4 separate regions of the Mus musculus genome follow, and all the other regions are linked to region 2. Evidence: chromatin contacts called from public ChIA-PET, Micro-C and promoter capture Hi-C data. All regions are on one chromosome and are shown on one strand. Each heading gives the region's core, a stretch centred on a gene start, on an enhancer-like site or on the middle of the called end of the contact. The rest is flanking DNA. Distances are from core to core; before and after follow the strand shown. Region 1 holds the start of Ttc3 (tetratricopeptide repeat domain 3). Region 2 holds the start of Dop1b (DOP1 leucine zipper like protein B). Region 3 holds the start of Ripply3 (ripply transcriptional repressor 3). Region 4 holds the start of Vps26c (VPS26 endosomal protein sorting factor C).

Region 1 (3,065 bases), core at 325-2,824, 660 kb after region 2:
TGAGGAAGCAAGGCAGCACCTACTTCACAGGTTCACTTCATGCAAAACACAAAGCTCTCAGGCCAAACAATGATTCCACGAAAGAGCCAGTAACTGTAGCTTCTTCATCCCACTACACTACAGCTAAGCTAGTACTTTTCACTTAAGAATTGGGAAGGATACCTCCACATAGACATTCTGATTTCTATCAAGGACCAGGTTGGATTGTGGGCATTCAATTTTCTACCACTTGATTGCCTCATATCTTCCAAACTATTTGAAGAGGGACTTTGGTTCTGTTTGTTGAGTTGGTCATATTAAGTTTGTTTTTGTTCTTTGTTTTTGTTTTGTTTTGTTTTGTAAGCCTCAGTGGCCTCATCTACAAAATGGAACATTGTGGGCATTAATGCAGATCCCAGACGTTAAGGGTACATTCTTACACCTGACTTCTCTGGCCCATTATCTTCACTCTTCAGCTACAGCATGCTATCCTGGAGCTATAAGCATCTCACTTCCAAACCTTCACAGGCCTTCACTCAGAGACTCTATCCATGGTCCTTCCTGACTTATTCTGATAGAACTGCCAGGGAGTGGCCTGGAGGTAGCTAACCCCAATTTCTAAACCTTCCAAGGCTCTTCCAGGGCACTCATCATGCTCTCTGAACTGTGGGTTTACTATGCTTCTCCACATGACTATGACCTCAAGGATTGGGGCCAGGTTTTATTCACATTAGCATCAAGCCTAGTGCTAAATAAATATTGGAGAGTTCATCTAGAACTGCATACATAAACTGAGCAAACAAACGGTACCCCTTTTAGGACTCGTGAAGAGACACAGGTAGAAAGAATCAACAGTTCATGTGTGTACGTTCTAAGGACAAACACATTATTTCCTGGTTCTCAATACCATTAAGGGCCTTGGCCATCCATCATTCCAGTACTTACTGAAGCCAAATTGTGAGCTTAGGAAAAGAACAAAGCCATAAATCGCTCTTTCTGGCAATGGCGACGGTGAATTTTCCACCATCTTCCCTGTGGCTTTAGACAATCTGTGGAAAAGGAACACAATCGTCGTCAGACATCTCCCCCCGCCCCCCTTCACCAATGGTCTGTTACATAATCTCATCGCTTGCTGCGGACACAGCCACTGCGGATGTTCGCGCGCGCGCGCCACTGCAGCTGAGGGGGCGGCGGGAGCGCGCGCTGCGGGGAAAATGCGCACCTCGGACCCTCTGAGGCGAGGAAGGGGCCCGGGCTGGACAGAGGCCCCGAGTCCTGCCCTCTCATGATGGGCCCTGTCCCAGCCTTCGTGAGGCTCAGAGGAAACAGGAGGCCCGGGACCTTGAGTCCTGCGAGCACCGACGCCCACCCGTCCCCACCCTTCAGCCCCACTCAGTCCAATGCGCAGGCGCGGCTCAGCTACCCCCGCAGCGTGGGCGGAAATTAAAAAAAAAAAAAAACCTGAGGAAAAGCAGAGGCTGGCAGGCGCCCCCGCCGCTTGGCGCAGGCGCACCGCGACCGCAGCGAGGGGGCTAGCACGGTCTCACCACCCACCCCACCGAGCTGAGGGGGCGACGCGGCGACTGCGCATGCGCACCCTAAGCCACGTGACCCGCCCGCCTCAGGAGCCGCGGAGCGTTCGCTCTGCGGGTCTGGTTGACGTGGAGGGCCGGAGGCGTCGGCAGCCCGCGTCTGAGGCTCGCGGGCTGCGGGCCCGGGTGAGTGCAGACCCTGCGCGCGGCGGGGCTCACGGAAGCGTCTGCGCGTCCCGCCGCAGCCGAGATGCCCGGGCATCGGGGCGCTCCACACCTCCCTCCGTGGGTGTGTGGTGAGTGTGGGTGTGCGCGTCGCCGCGCGTCTCGCCGAGCGCCCGCGCGCTGAGGGGGTGTGGCCGCCCTTGCCCTTGTGGGTGTGTTCCCTTTGTCCAGTGACCCTCGGGCGTCCTTAACGGTAGAAGGGGGGTCTTTTGTGTGCGCGTCGCCTGGCGTGCGGGTGACATCCCGGGTCAGGTACCCGTTCCCGCGTTCCGAGCGCTCGGGGACGCGCCTCTGGGTCTGCGGCTGGCCCGCTTTGTTCCTACGCTCTCCCTTCCCTACGACGGCGTGGGCGTCCTTCTCATCCTCTGAGGATGGTGGTTCCCCTCCCACCTTTGTCACTGCCTTCCCTGTGGTGTGCGCGCCCCCTCCTCAGCACCCGCGCGCGCCCGCCCACCCGCCGCTGCGGCAGGCTGCAGTGGCAGGCGCGCGCGTGCGTCCTCGAGGGTCCCCAAAGGTGCGCTGTGTAGGGGCCCTGTGGCGTGCGCGGGGTTGGAATTGCGGTGACGCGCGTGCGCGCTGCCCCTGGTCTGTGTGTGCGCGCCTCTCCCCCCCACCCCCACCCCCGTTTCTGGGAGGACCCGGGAGGGACGCAGAGCTGCCCCCCACCCCACCTCCCCACCTGCAGCCTTTTCCTACGCCTGCGCAGGGCTGCTGCTCCGCAGTGCTGGCGACGTCACTGAGGCCTGGGCTGCCATCTCCTATTGGGGAGGGGACAGACTAGGGGGGTGGGGGGACAAAGGACCAAAATGAAGCCGAGGGTGTGTCGGTACCACTGCACGGTACCTTTCTCAGAAGCTTGTAGTTTCCAGACGTCCTTCAGTTTGCAAATTCTTTCCACCGTTTGTGCTTGTGCCTCTCACCAGGCGATGGCTAACACTGGGTATTGCAGGGTGTTTATAGCAGCCTTTTAAAGCTCTGGACTCTGGCGAGGGATCAAGGGAACAGGGTTGAAATCATACAGGTTTTACTGCTCTCTCCGGGGCAGTTTTCTCACAACCACAGCTCTAGTTAGAACACGTTCTTTCAAGAAATGTGTATTTTATTTTAAGAAAAATGGGTTTGTTATACGGTAAAACTCTCCTAGGGATTCAATTGCCACTACTGTGCTTGTCAGGGGTTTGTGCTTTGCGCTCAAGGGCTGCGGATTGTCTTTCTCTCCTGCTCGGTTTTCTTATTGTTGCTTAATTTTCCTTTTTTCTCTTTTAATTTCTGGAATACTTAGAGATTAAACACAGGTAGATCTAACCAAATCAGGCCATTTTGTTTGTT
Region 2 (3,283 bases), core at 344-2,843:
GCAATCAGTGCTCTTAACTGATGAGCCATCTCTCCAGCCCTCAGCTTGCTTTTTTATAGAACACAGAACCAAACACAGAAGTGGATGCTCACAGTCAACTATTGGATGGATCACAGGACCCCCAATGGAGGAGCTAGAGAAAGTATCCAAGGAGCTAAAGAGATCTGCAACCCTGTAGGTGCAACATTATGAACTAACCAGTACCCCATAGTTCTTGACTCTAGCTGCATATGTATCAAAAGATGGCCTAGTCGGCCATCACTGGAAAGAGAGGCCCACTGGACAGGCAAACTTTATATGCCCCAGTAGAGGGGAACGCCAGGGCCAAAAAATGGGAATGGGTGGGTAGGGGAGGGTGTGGGAGGGTGTGGGAGACTTTTGGGATAGCATTGGAAATGTAATTGAGGAAAATATGTAATAAAAAAAATAAGAAAAAAAAAAAAAAAGAACACAGAACCACCAGCCCAGGTATGTCTTTACCCACAATGGGCTGGGCCCTCTCCATCAATCACTAATTGAGAAAATAAGGTTTTGTCTGCTTATAGCCAGATCTTATGAAAGTATTTTCTCCATCGAGGTTCTCTCCTTTCAGCTGACTCTAGATTGTGTCAAATTGGCATAAAACTAGCCAGCACTAGATAGCTCTTTCTAAAATTTTCATGGAATAGGCTATCACTGAAATAACCTTAGTCGGTAGAAGGCGCTGTTTCATCTGGCAGCGCTGCTGCTGGCGTCATCAAGACACGGTCAATGTCAGAGTGAATCCTGCCAGCTCCCAGACCCCATCACTCTTCGAGGATGCATGGACACCTTAACCCGGAACCCCCAAGCCTTCTGTTCCTGTTACCTGGGATTCTTCCTGCCTCCACCCCACGATGAAGATTGTGGGTGTGGTCCTGACGCAAAGCCCAAGGGTGCACGACACTGGGAAGGCCCTGCTCCCAGAGTCCGGAAAGCCCAGGGTTTTTTTTTTTTGTTGTTGTTGTTTTTTTTTTTTTCTCTTTTTTTTTTTTTATTAGGTATTTTCCTCATTTACATTTTCAATGCTATCCCAAAGGTTCCCCATACTCAGCCCCCTTCCCCATACCCACCCCCCAAGCCCAGGGTTTTACCTGCCTGTTTATGTGAGACCTTACCCGACTACATCGCAAGGCCACGCCCACCACTGGCCCCCCAAGTTTAGACCAGCCTCCAGCCCCAAAAACCCCGCCCTCAGAGACCCCACCCACCATCGGTCCACTGGCAGCTCCACGCGTCCAGAGCCCCGCCTTGAGCACCGAGGCCCCACCCACTCTGCCAGACCCCTCCCCCAACCCCTCCGCCTCCAAGTCTCCTCTTTCGCTCTCCGCCCTATGTGACTGACCAGGGCGCGGCCCCACGCCGCAGAGGCCAAACCAACCCCGCCACCAAGGCCCCGCCCACACGCCTAGAGTCCCGCCCACGAGGAGAGAGGCGCCGCCATACCGTTAAGGCTCCGCCCCCGTTCACGCGCAACGTCATGACCCCGCCTACAATGGCCCCTCCCAGTCACCGCTAAGGACCCCGCCCCACGCCGAGGGCCTGCCTCCAGGTCCCGCCCCCCGAGGTCCCGCCTTCCGGCCCCGCCCCCAGCCGCCCAGTTCCCGGGAGTGGCGGCAGCTGGGCGGAGGCGCAGCGATACCTCCGCCTTCGAGGTCTCTGCCGAAGCGCAGAGCCGCCTTGTCCCGCAGCCGACGGGCTCCGTCCCACGCCCACCGCCGAGGTCCGCGGCCGCCGGTAAGTGTGGTCCCCGCGGGCCCGGAGCGGCAGAGGCGTAGAGCTCGGGCGGTGGCGCGTCTGCTGCAGTGCGGGTACGGCCGCGCGTGGGTGTGGGCTTCAGACCCGGCCTTCTGCGCCTGGCAGGGTCCGTGCGAGCGGGCCTCGGGCCGCAGGTGGAGGTCGAATGGCCACCGCTGTCAGCCTAGCCGGCCCAGGGCCGTTCTGGAAGCTCAGCCTTTGTTGGGCAGGGCTTCCAGGTTCCCTAATGGTGTCCCAGCAGCCGGCGTGCACCAGCCAGCCTGCCCCTGCGCCGGCGGATAAGCCGCGGAGGAGGTGCTCACCCGGTGACAGCAGTCCCCATCTCGGGAAGCCTGTGTAGGGTTGTTGAGGACACCCCACCTTTAAAAGCTATTCCTGTGAAGTGTCAGGTGTCTTGCTTTTTTTCCCCCCTCTAGTGCTATTTGATCTCAGTGTAAAAGACCGAATTCAAAACTGGGCCAGTTGGTAAAGAGGGTTGATGCGCTGTAGAAGCAGGGACATTATCAGCAAGTAAATAGGAAGGCTGCTGATTGTCGGCTTTTACTGTGTTCATCATACTCCTTCCTTGTAAGCATGTTTACAACCGACTTCCGGATCCAGCAGATGGCTTTTGCGTCTTCACCTGAGCTTAGAAATTAGGAATGGGTAAGGCGAGAGCACTCCTACGAATGCTTTCTGTTTCAAGGTAAAGGTATCGGGTGCACGTGTGCATAGGGCTTTGCGTATTATCTTTTGTAGCCTCCATAGCGCTATCAGCCCACTGAACTGCGGTTGTATCTCACAAAAATAGGTGTTGGAGATGGCTTGTGAGAGGGGCTGTTTAGAGGTTGACCTAGCCATTGTATAACAGAACTGAGCCCGAATCCTATGCCTACCACTAATCCCTAATATCCCCATCTTTCGGCAGTAATGTCCCTTGTGGGACTCCAGTGTGTTTCGTAAGTGAAATCAGTGTAGAGCTGACACAGAAACTGTGTAGTGTTGTAATTCCCCATGCCCGTATTTTGAAGGGGTTCGCTTGAATAACCTCTGAGCTTCTTACCTGTGCAGTTGTGCCAGCATTGGGCCCTCACAGAGAAAGAACTGCACCTGCTGCCTGTTCATACCTGGCTGACAGCCTCCTTGCCAAGGGCAGCCAGGCGCTCTCTGTCATCCTGGACACTCACCGTCTCAGTGATGCAGCTCTTCCTGGCATCATGAGAGTCCACACCTGTGGGCTCCGAGGACTCCTTTGCTGATAGCTTGCCTTCCTCTTTCCTCTCTTGTCCAAACCAGACTCGGATAGCTCTGTGTGTGTGTGTGTGTGTGTGTGTGTGTGTGTGTGTGTGTGAGAGAGAGAGAGAGAGAGAGAGAGAGAGAGAGAGAAGAGAGTGTGTGAGTGTGTATGTGTGTGTGAGAGTGTGTATGTGTGTGTAAGAGAGTGTATGTGAGTATGTGTATGAGAGAGAGTGTGTGAGTGTGTGTGTGTGTGTGAGAGAGAGAGAGTGTATGTGAGTATGTGTATGAG
Region 3 (3,308 bases), core at 1-2,500, 620 kb after region 2:
TGGATTTCAGACACAGGACTAGGAGAGAAAAGAGACCTGCACAAATTTATTTATTTATTTATTTAAGTTTCTGAGACAGGGTTTCTCTGTGCATCCTTAGACTGTCCTGGAACTCACTCTGTAGACCAGGCTGGCCTTGAACTCACAGAGATCCCCTTGCCTCTGCCTCCTGAGTGATGGCTCAACATGAGTGTGTTTTTATCAGCTATATAACATACCCCCATCCTTTACATACTATTGGGAACACTTGGCTGTCACTAGATACCTTTTCATTCTTTGGGCTCACAGATACACGTTATCAAAGTTCTTTAAAAGGCACCCACATCTAGGTGTTTTTTTATTAAAACAACAAGAAACCACTGACACCTTAACTGTGTTCGTGAGTTCACATTGTTTGCTCACTCCCAGCTTCCTGCTTTATATTCAGGGCTTTTAATACTGTAAATAAAATTTGTAAATACTCCCTCTTTCCTATTTGCCCTTAATTGGTGTTAAATATTCCCCAGATCTTAAATAAACCATTCGAAAACATTTTATTCCCCACCCCTCTCGGTTTTTAAAACCCGAGTCACTTAATTTAAATGACACAGACCAAGCTACAGTGTTCACATGCAGTCACCTGGCACTGGAGAACAGGTTATTGGGCAAAGGGGTACCCGGGGTCCTGACTGGTGACCCCTAACAGGAAGCACCCCTCCCCCATCTTAAGGCTTTCGTCGGTGCGGAGGTTGCGCCTAAACCCTCGCCTGGCTTCGTAAACCCAGCTGTCACCCACTCGTGGAGCTGTCCTGACCCTCGGTGTAGCGAGGACTCTGTGCCCCACACTCACCACCTCTCACAGTGCTGAAAGGGAAACTCTGGGAGAACTGGGGTGCGGGGTGGGGCTTCATGCTTTTAGGGATCAGAGCCCCGAGGGCAGCGGCCCCAGGAGTTGCTCAGCAGTGGGGAAAATTGTTCCCCGGGACGCGCAGCCGCCACCCGTCATCTCGGAGGCCCTGTAGGCCGTCTGTCCCGCCCTGCGCTTCCCGCTCCGCCAGTGACCCTCCTGGTTTTCTTTTGTCCTTTCTCCACTCTGGACACACACCCCTCCCCGCCGTCCCGACCCTGCTCTCTTCCTTGAGCCTTTCTGGTCTCCACCCTCTGCTTCCTCCGTCCCTTCCCGAGGTCCCTTGCCCTCCCCCTCCCCACGGGGCGCAGTTTCCCCGAGTCCCCTCCCCGCCCCGCCCCAGTTTTTAAACCTGGCGCCGAGTGAGCGGGTAGGTGAGCGCGTTCAGCCAGGGGGACCAGGCGCCGTCGGGCTGAGAGATTCGCGCGACACCCGCACCATGAGACCGGAGGCGGCCGGAGTCCGGGAGGCGCGGGGACGCCTCTGCCACTGTCCGGGGGATGATCCCGGGAGGCTACCGCTGCCACGCGGGCCCGAAAGGTGAGGGTGTCCTGTGGCCCCGGTGGAGGTGCACCCAGACACTGAGCTCCTTAACCTGAGATCGACTACTGCAAACTCCTGTCTGAAGTGCAGGGACCCCGCGGATATCTGGCAAGGAAATGGGCAACACTTGCGTGTATTGAGGATCTGAAATTGATCCAGCTGGAAAATACTGAAGGCTGGGGGCCCCATAAGAAATTTATAAAAGGATCCTGCGGTCTATCACAAAGTGACAGTCTCCTGCCCTACGCTGGGGATCGGTGTTTGCCCATCCAGGGACATCGCTATCTTTAAAGCTGTGAAGTTTAAGGAAATCAGATTAGCTGGGTAGGTAGGAAGCGGAGCAGTTTGGCGATGCAGAAACGCCTTTGGCATAGTAGTCTAAGGAGTCTCCAGCAGCAGAGGTGGTGTACTTGAAACCAACCATCTGTATTAGAAAAATTTGAGGTATCAATGAGAGATTTGCTAGGAGAAAAAATAATCTCCACTCACACGCGCCCTAATAATAGGTTAGATTTGGGGCTTCCCATCTCAGAGTGTACTAGGAAGCAGAGCCCGGAGAATTCTTCAGGAGGCAGGAACAGGTAAAGTACTGACTGGCCCATCGGCAGACAGACCTTAAGGGATCATGGTGTGTGCAGGGACTCTTTGTCAAACAGACACTATGGTATCAACCTCATAGTAACCTTTGGGGGGGCGGGGCGGCAGAAACGCCAGGAGTTCAGTCTCTCCTGGTGCTTGTTTCCAGTTCCATTCCAGCCCCGTGGAGACCGTGGATGTCGCCTCCCCCCGGAGATGCTGAACTGACCAGAACTGAACGTCCGGTAAGCTAAATGTGACTGTTGTAGGCAATAGTCAATCCAGAAAGCGGCACCACGTCTATAATAACTTTGAAAACAAAACCAAAACCCGGGGGAAGGACTCCTCTCTCGTGCTTAGCTTGGCCTAACCCACAAGTAAGTTCCTGAAGGTCTGGTGGGTAGAGCCCAGAGTGAACGGAGGTGCTAATGGGCCCACTGGGCTCGCGATTGCTCCTCCGTCCTTGAAAAGCAAACAGCTGAGGACATGGGCTTTGCATGGTAATTACATGCAGCGGTGGGAGAGGAGGGTTCTTCTATAAACCAGAGCATGGGGGAGGGAGGGGCAAAGCCCAGCCCCCTTAGAGAAAAGCTGATTATGTACCACACTGCAAAGCAGGCAGACCTCCATCCACCTCAGGTGCCCAGACAGTGCAGTTAAAAGCTCCCACCCTTGTCTGGCCCTGTCTGCAAGAACTCTTGCAGGATCTTCTGTTCTCTGTGCAAATACACTCAAGCACCGGGCTTTGTCAGCAAAGATTAATTGCCACAGCTATCCCTTTATCTTTGCCTTGCCGGTTAATTGCTTTTGACTTATTAAGCGAATGTTTTGCTTACATTTGCTATATTCTCAAATATAAATGGACCTTTAAAACAGTGGAGGTAGCTTAGGAAGGGCCATGCATCTCACTTACACAACACCTGTGGGATACAGCTTAATGTACAGATAGATGTGATATGAAAAGTTAACTGTGGGAAATTACTCCTCTATTATTCTTTTACATTTAAGTTATTTTCTTTGAATACTGAGTGCTTTAATTCAGTTAGCATTTATAGAAGCTTAAAGAACGGAGCAAACAGGAGGGCAGCTAGAGTCTGCTACATGGTTTTGTTTCAGTCCTGATAATCCCTGCTCCAAATTTCTAAGTGACTGAAGAGAACTCTTTCTATCTCATTCCACTCAGACTTAAAGTCCTTAGAGTCCTTAAAGGTAAGATTTAAAAGAACTCACTAACTACTAAATTTTCCTTTAAGTGAACCGTGAGTATGGAGGTCACTCAGTTGTGTGGGAGACTAGAGTACTA
Region 4 (3,323 bases), core at 576-3,075, 810 kb after region 2:
TCAGAACTGTTACTATTTTGCTACATTTACTTTTGTTCTGTATACACATGCGGAAACTTATACACACCACATCTAGCGGTTAAGGTTACCATGGCAAAGGTCAGCATATGAAAGGGCTCCCTTGTGACTAAGACACACCGAGAAATTCAACACAGACACAATTGTTTGACAAACGCTTTGCACTGCATTCTGGTCCTTGCCTTTAGTGTCTTTCATTTTAAACAATTTTACTGGCCGGGCATGGTGGCACACGCCTTTAATCCCAGCACTTGTGAGGCAGAGGCAGGTGAATTTCTGAGTTCGAGGCCAGCCTGGTCTACAGAGTGAGTTCCAGGACAGCCAGGGGTACACAGAGAAACCGTCTCGGAAAAAAACAAAACAAACAAACAAAAAAAACCCCAACAATTTTACTGACTTACCATTTAAAACGATTTATTTCAAATTATGTTATACACTGTGTCTGTGAGTGCAGTCCAATCAGACCAGAAGTGTGAGATTCCCTGCAGTTGGGAGTTACAGGGAGTTGTGAATGGTCTGACATGGCAGCTGAGAACTGGACCCTCCGAAGATCAGTGGATTCATCTCTCCAGCCCTTATCTTATGGCCCCTGGGCTCGTATCAAACTCAATATGCAGCTAAGGATGATCATAATGTTCTGACCCTGTCTTAAGTGGTAAGATTACAGACACCCACCACCACGTCTGATTTTATGCGGTACTGGCAACTATTTTACAATCTGAGCCACTTCCCCTGGCCTCCAATTGCTTTTCATGAAACTGACAGCTTTAATATGGCAGTGGTTTGACAGTGTGCCTCAACTGAGGCAGGATAGATCGTTTCCTTTATGAACTAACTAAATACTTTCGCAGTGATCTAGCATAAGTGAGTTTCCACTTTCTTAGTGCATCTTGCCAGAGTACAGTCGCTTTTATAAGGGGTGATGGCAACTTGGTGTTTGGGATTTTGTTTTGTGGGGGAGGGGTCTTTGAATGATGTCTACTAGACAAATCACGAATATAGCTTCCTGTGTGGTGAGGATGGAAGTGGGGTGGCTCACTGGAATCTTTTTAAAATAATCAGGTTTCTAGCCTTTAGCGTCCATTTAAGATGTTCACCTGGGATGTTTTTCCCTTTCAACACCACGCTGCATTTGTATCCACTGAACTGTGTGCAGAAGCTAGCTGTGACTCCACGGCTGCTGTGCTGGTGTCTCCGGAGGTAGAGACAGGGCGATTGCATTCTACAACTAGGGTAATGGATCCTGCCGCGGTGAGAGGCTTACAAGAGAACTCTGCTTTAGGATTGACCACAGCCTGGAGCACACATGTCTGTTCTGAAAGCTCTTCTGCAGAAAGGGGCGTTTGTCATCTGCTCTTCACCCCCAGAGCGACAGCTCGAGCCCGCCGCCCGCCCGCCTGCCGCCGGCCCCCAGCCCCACACTGGACAGGACCGCAGGGCACGCCCATCTAGCGTCGGGGCCGCGCGAGCCGTGCTGGAGACCGCAGAGCTTGAAGCCCAACACCCCTCCACTTACCCCGGCGTGATACACTTTATTCGCTCTTTTAATCTTGATGTCCAGAGTGGTCCCCATCTCAGATTATCCGCAAAGGCCGCAACTTCCGGCCACTCGTGACCCGGTTGCCCCGCCCCCTACGAACCCGCCCCTCCGGCGCCTTCCGCAGTGGTGGCACGTGACCGGCTTTCGCGCCACACCTCACACACCTCCCTCCTTCGGGCACAGGGCGTGGCTTAGCGCGGACAGGGGCACGAAACCCACACGCGCGCGCGCGCGCGCGCGCGAACACACACACACACACTTCCGGAACGCGGGAGTGTGCTCTCTGTTCTCCCGGCGTGCCCCGCGGCGGGGGCGAGGCCGCTTCGCAGCGTTTTTTTTACACAGGAAGGCTGCCTTCCCGTCGGGCTGTGCGGCGCGAAAGGCTGCGTTTCGGAGGTGGGTTTCCGGAAGTGATAGCAGGAACGTGTCCCCTCCTGTCATCCGCTTCCTCCATCCCTGTAGCCGCGTCTGCTGCCAGATGTTCTGAGGCGCCACCGCCAGTATCCTCCGGGCGGACGAGTCCGTGCCAACCGCAGGGGCGTGGCCCCGCGCTTGCGACCTGCTGGGCGCTGATTGGTGGAGGGCCGCAGCTACGCCCCCTCAGGCCACGCCCACGACGCAGAGCCAAGGTTTCGGGAAGCGCGAGGTGACCTCGCTCTGCGGCTGCTCGCGGCTCCGCGGCCGCGGAGGCTTCTGGGTACTCCCCAGGCGCCAGCTCTGGAAGTGGTCTTGGTGTTCTGTGGGGTATCCGGGCGGGCGGGCGCGCGAGCGGGAAGGTTGGAGTCGAAGCGGAAACGGACCTGCGTACCCCTTTCTCCCTCCAGCAGCCTGCCGCAGTGGACGCCGAACTTTAGGGGGGATATTGCGGTTAGCCAGCATGCTAGTTACTGAATTGTGTAAACTGACTCTTCCGATAAGCAAGTCAAATCTTGATGTTTTTGTTACGTAAAATGATGTGAAGAAATGGTATTTGTTGAATTCCTTGATTATTATTTTCTTAAATATATATCACTTTTAGGATAACAAATTTCTCTGTAAAGTGGTTTCGTGAATGACTCTAGGTGTTTTGAAGCCGAGAACGATGTACGACGGCTGCAATTGCTTTTGAAGGTTAAGATAAAATGTTTCTCAGTATCCACAGCTCTATTTTCAGCTCCCATCTCTACCCTTAGGACTTACCCGTGTGACCTACAGACTTTCCTAGCAATTCTAAAAAAATCATGTGGGACACAGCTTAGATATTTGGAAGACACAAATTCAGTGCAGGAAAGAAAAAGAAAAGCCTTTCCTTCCATATATGGCTTTACAGAGTCTTGTTCCTCCAGGGACGATGTACCTGATTTCCTCTTTGAAAATTGCACACATGGTTAAGGAAGGCTGGTCTACTGTGAAGAGCGCTCCTTCCAGGAACTACCAGTGTTTATTGAGTGCAAAGGCCGTCCTACAAGAATCAAAAGTCCACTTTCCACAAACACTGTTCTTTTAAAGTCTTTCCATCCCTTAATCTCATGTTAAATAAGTTTGATTTTGTCACTTTAAGCTACTGAATATCAGACTGTCAAATTGACAGTCTTGTGGCTCAAGTGGGACACTAGGTCTTTTGTGAGGGTAATAAATGGAAGTTGTGGTTCTGGTGTGGAAGTAAGGTGAGCATCCCAATAGAGAACAGCTGGAGTTCTCAGAGTTGATCCCTGCTTTTCTGCATACTGCGGTGTCTGACAACGTTCATGGATAACGGGGAGGCTAGTAGAGCCTTCTCCCCAGA

What was found. Hi-C and Micro-C count contacts between places; a contact is called where the count stands out from the background. ChIA-PET counts read pairs in DNA pulled down with a chosen protein or histone mark. Capture Hi-C pulls out chosen DNA fragments and counts their contacts.
Region 1: a contact with region 2 is called in a Micro-C map of embryonic stem cells, with 4 times the contacts expected there. The contact joins the promoter of Ttc3 here to the promoter of Dop1b in region 2. A contact is called at or near these places in 1 of 39 promoter capture datasets (pre-B cells), 2 of 484 Hi-C or Micro-C datasets (B cells and embryonic stem cells) and 1 of 115 datasets of contacts at active chromatin or transcription factors (bone marrow-derived macrophages).
Region 3: a promoter capture Hi-C map of adipose tissue shows a contact between it and region 2. The contact joins the promoter of Ripply3 here to the promoter of Dop1b in region 2. A contact is called at or near these places in 2 of 39 promoter capture datasets (neural stem cells and pre-B cells), 3 of 484 Hi-C or Micro-C datasets (CD4 T cells and embryonic stem cells), 4 of 115 datasets of contacts at active chromatin or transcription factors (double positive thymocytes, extraembryonic endoderm stem cells, memory CD8 T cells and 1 more) and 3 of 9 other capture datasets (adipose tissue, embryonic stem cells and liver).
Region 4: an RNA polymerase II ChIA-PET map of memory CD8 T cells shows a contact between it and region 2, with 10 read pairs. The contact joins the promoter of Vps26c here to the promoter of Dop1b in region 2. A contact is called at or near these places in 1 of 39 promoter capture datasets (pre-B cells) and 1 of 115 datasets of contacts at active chromatin or transcription factors (memory CD8 T cells).

The regions. Positions count from the first base shown.
Region 1 is chr16:94,369,165-94,372,229 of GRCm38.p6, forward strand. It overlaps Ttc3 (tetratricopeptide repeat domain 3), which reads left to right and starts at 1,575. Exons shown (of 46, transcript NM_009441.2): 1 at 1,575-1,697. Pigp (phosphatidylinositol glycan anchor biosynthesis, class P) reads right to left here and starts at 1,386. Exons shown (of 5, transcript NM_001159618.1): 1 at 1,202-1,386; 2 at 925-1,028. The coding sequence starts at 1,266.
Region 2 is chr16:93,710,314-93,713,596 of GRCm38.p6, forward strand. It overlaps Dop1b (DOP1 leucine zipper like protein B), which reads left to right and starts at 1,594. Exons shown (of 37, transcript NM_027293.1): 1 at 1,594-1,755.
Region 3 is chr16:94,327,172-94,330,479 of GRCm38.p6, forward strand. Ripply3 (ripply transcriptional repressor 3) reads left to right here and starts at 1,251. Exons shown (of 4, transcript NM_133229.2): 1 at 1,251-1,426; 2 at 2,175-2,250. The coding sequence starts at 1,326.
Region 4 is chr16:94,524,804-94,528,126 of GRCm38.p6, forward strand. Vps26c (VPS26 endosomal protein sorting factor C) reads right to left here and starts at 1,826. Exons shown (of 8, transcript NM_007834.3): 1 at 1,535-1,826. The coding sequence starts at 1,591.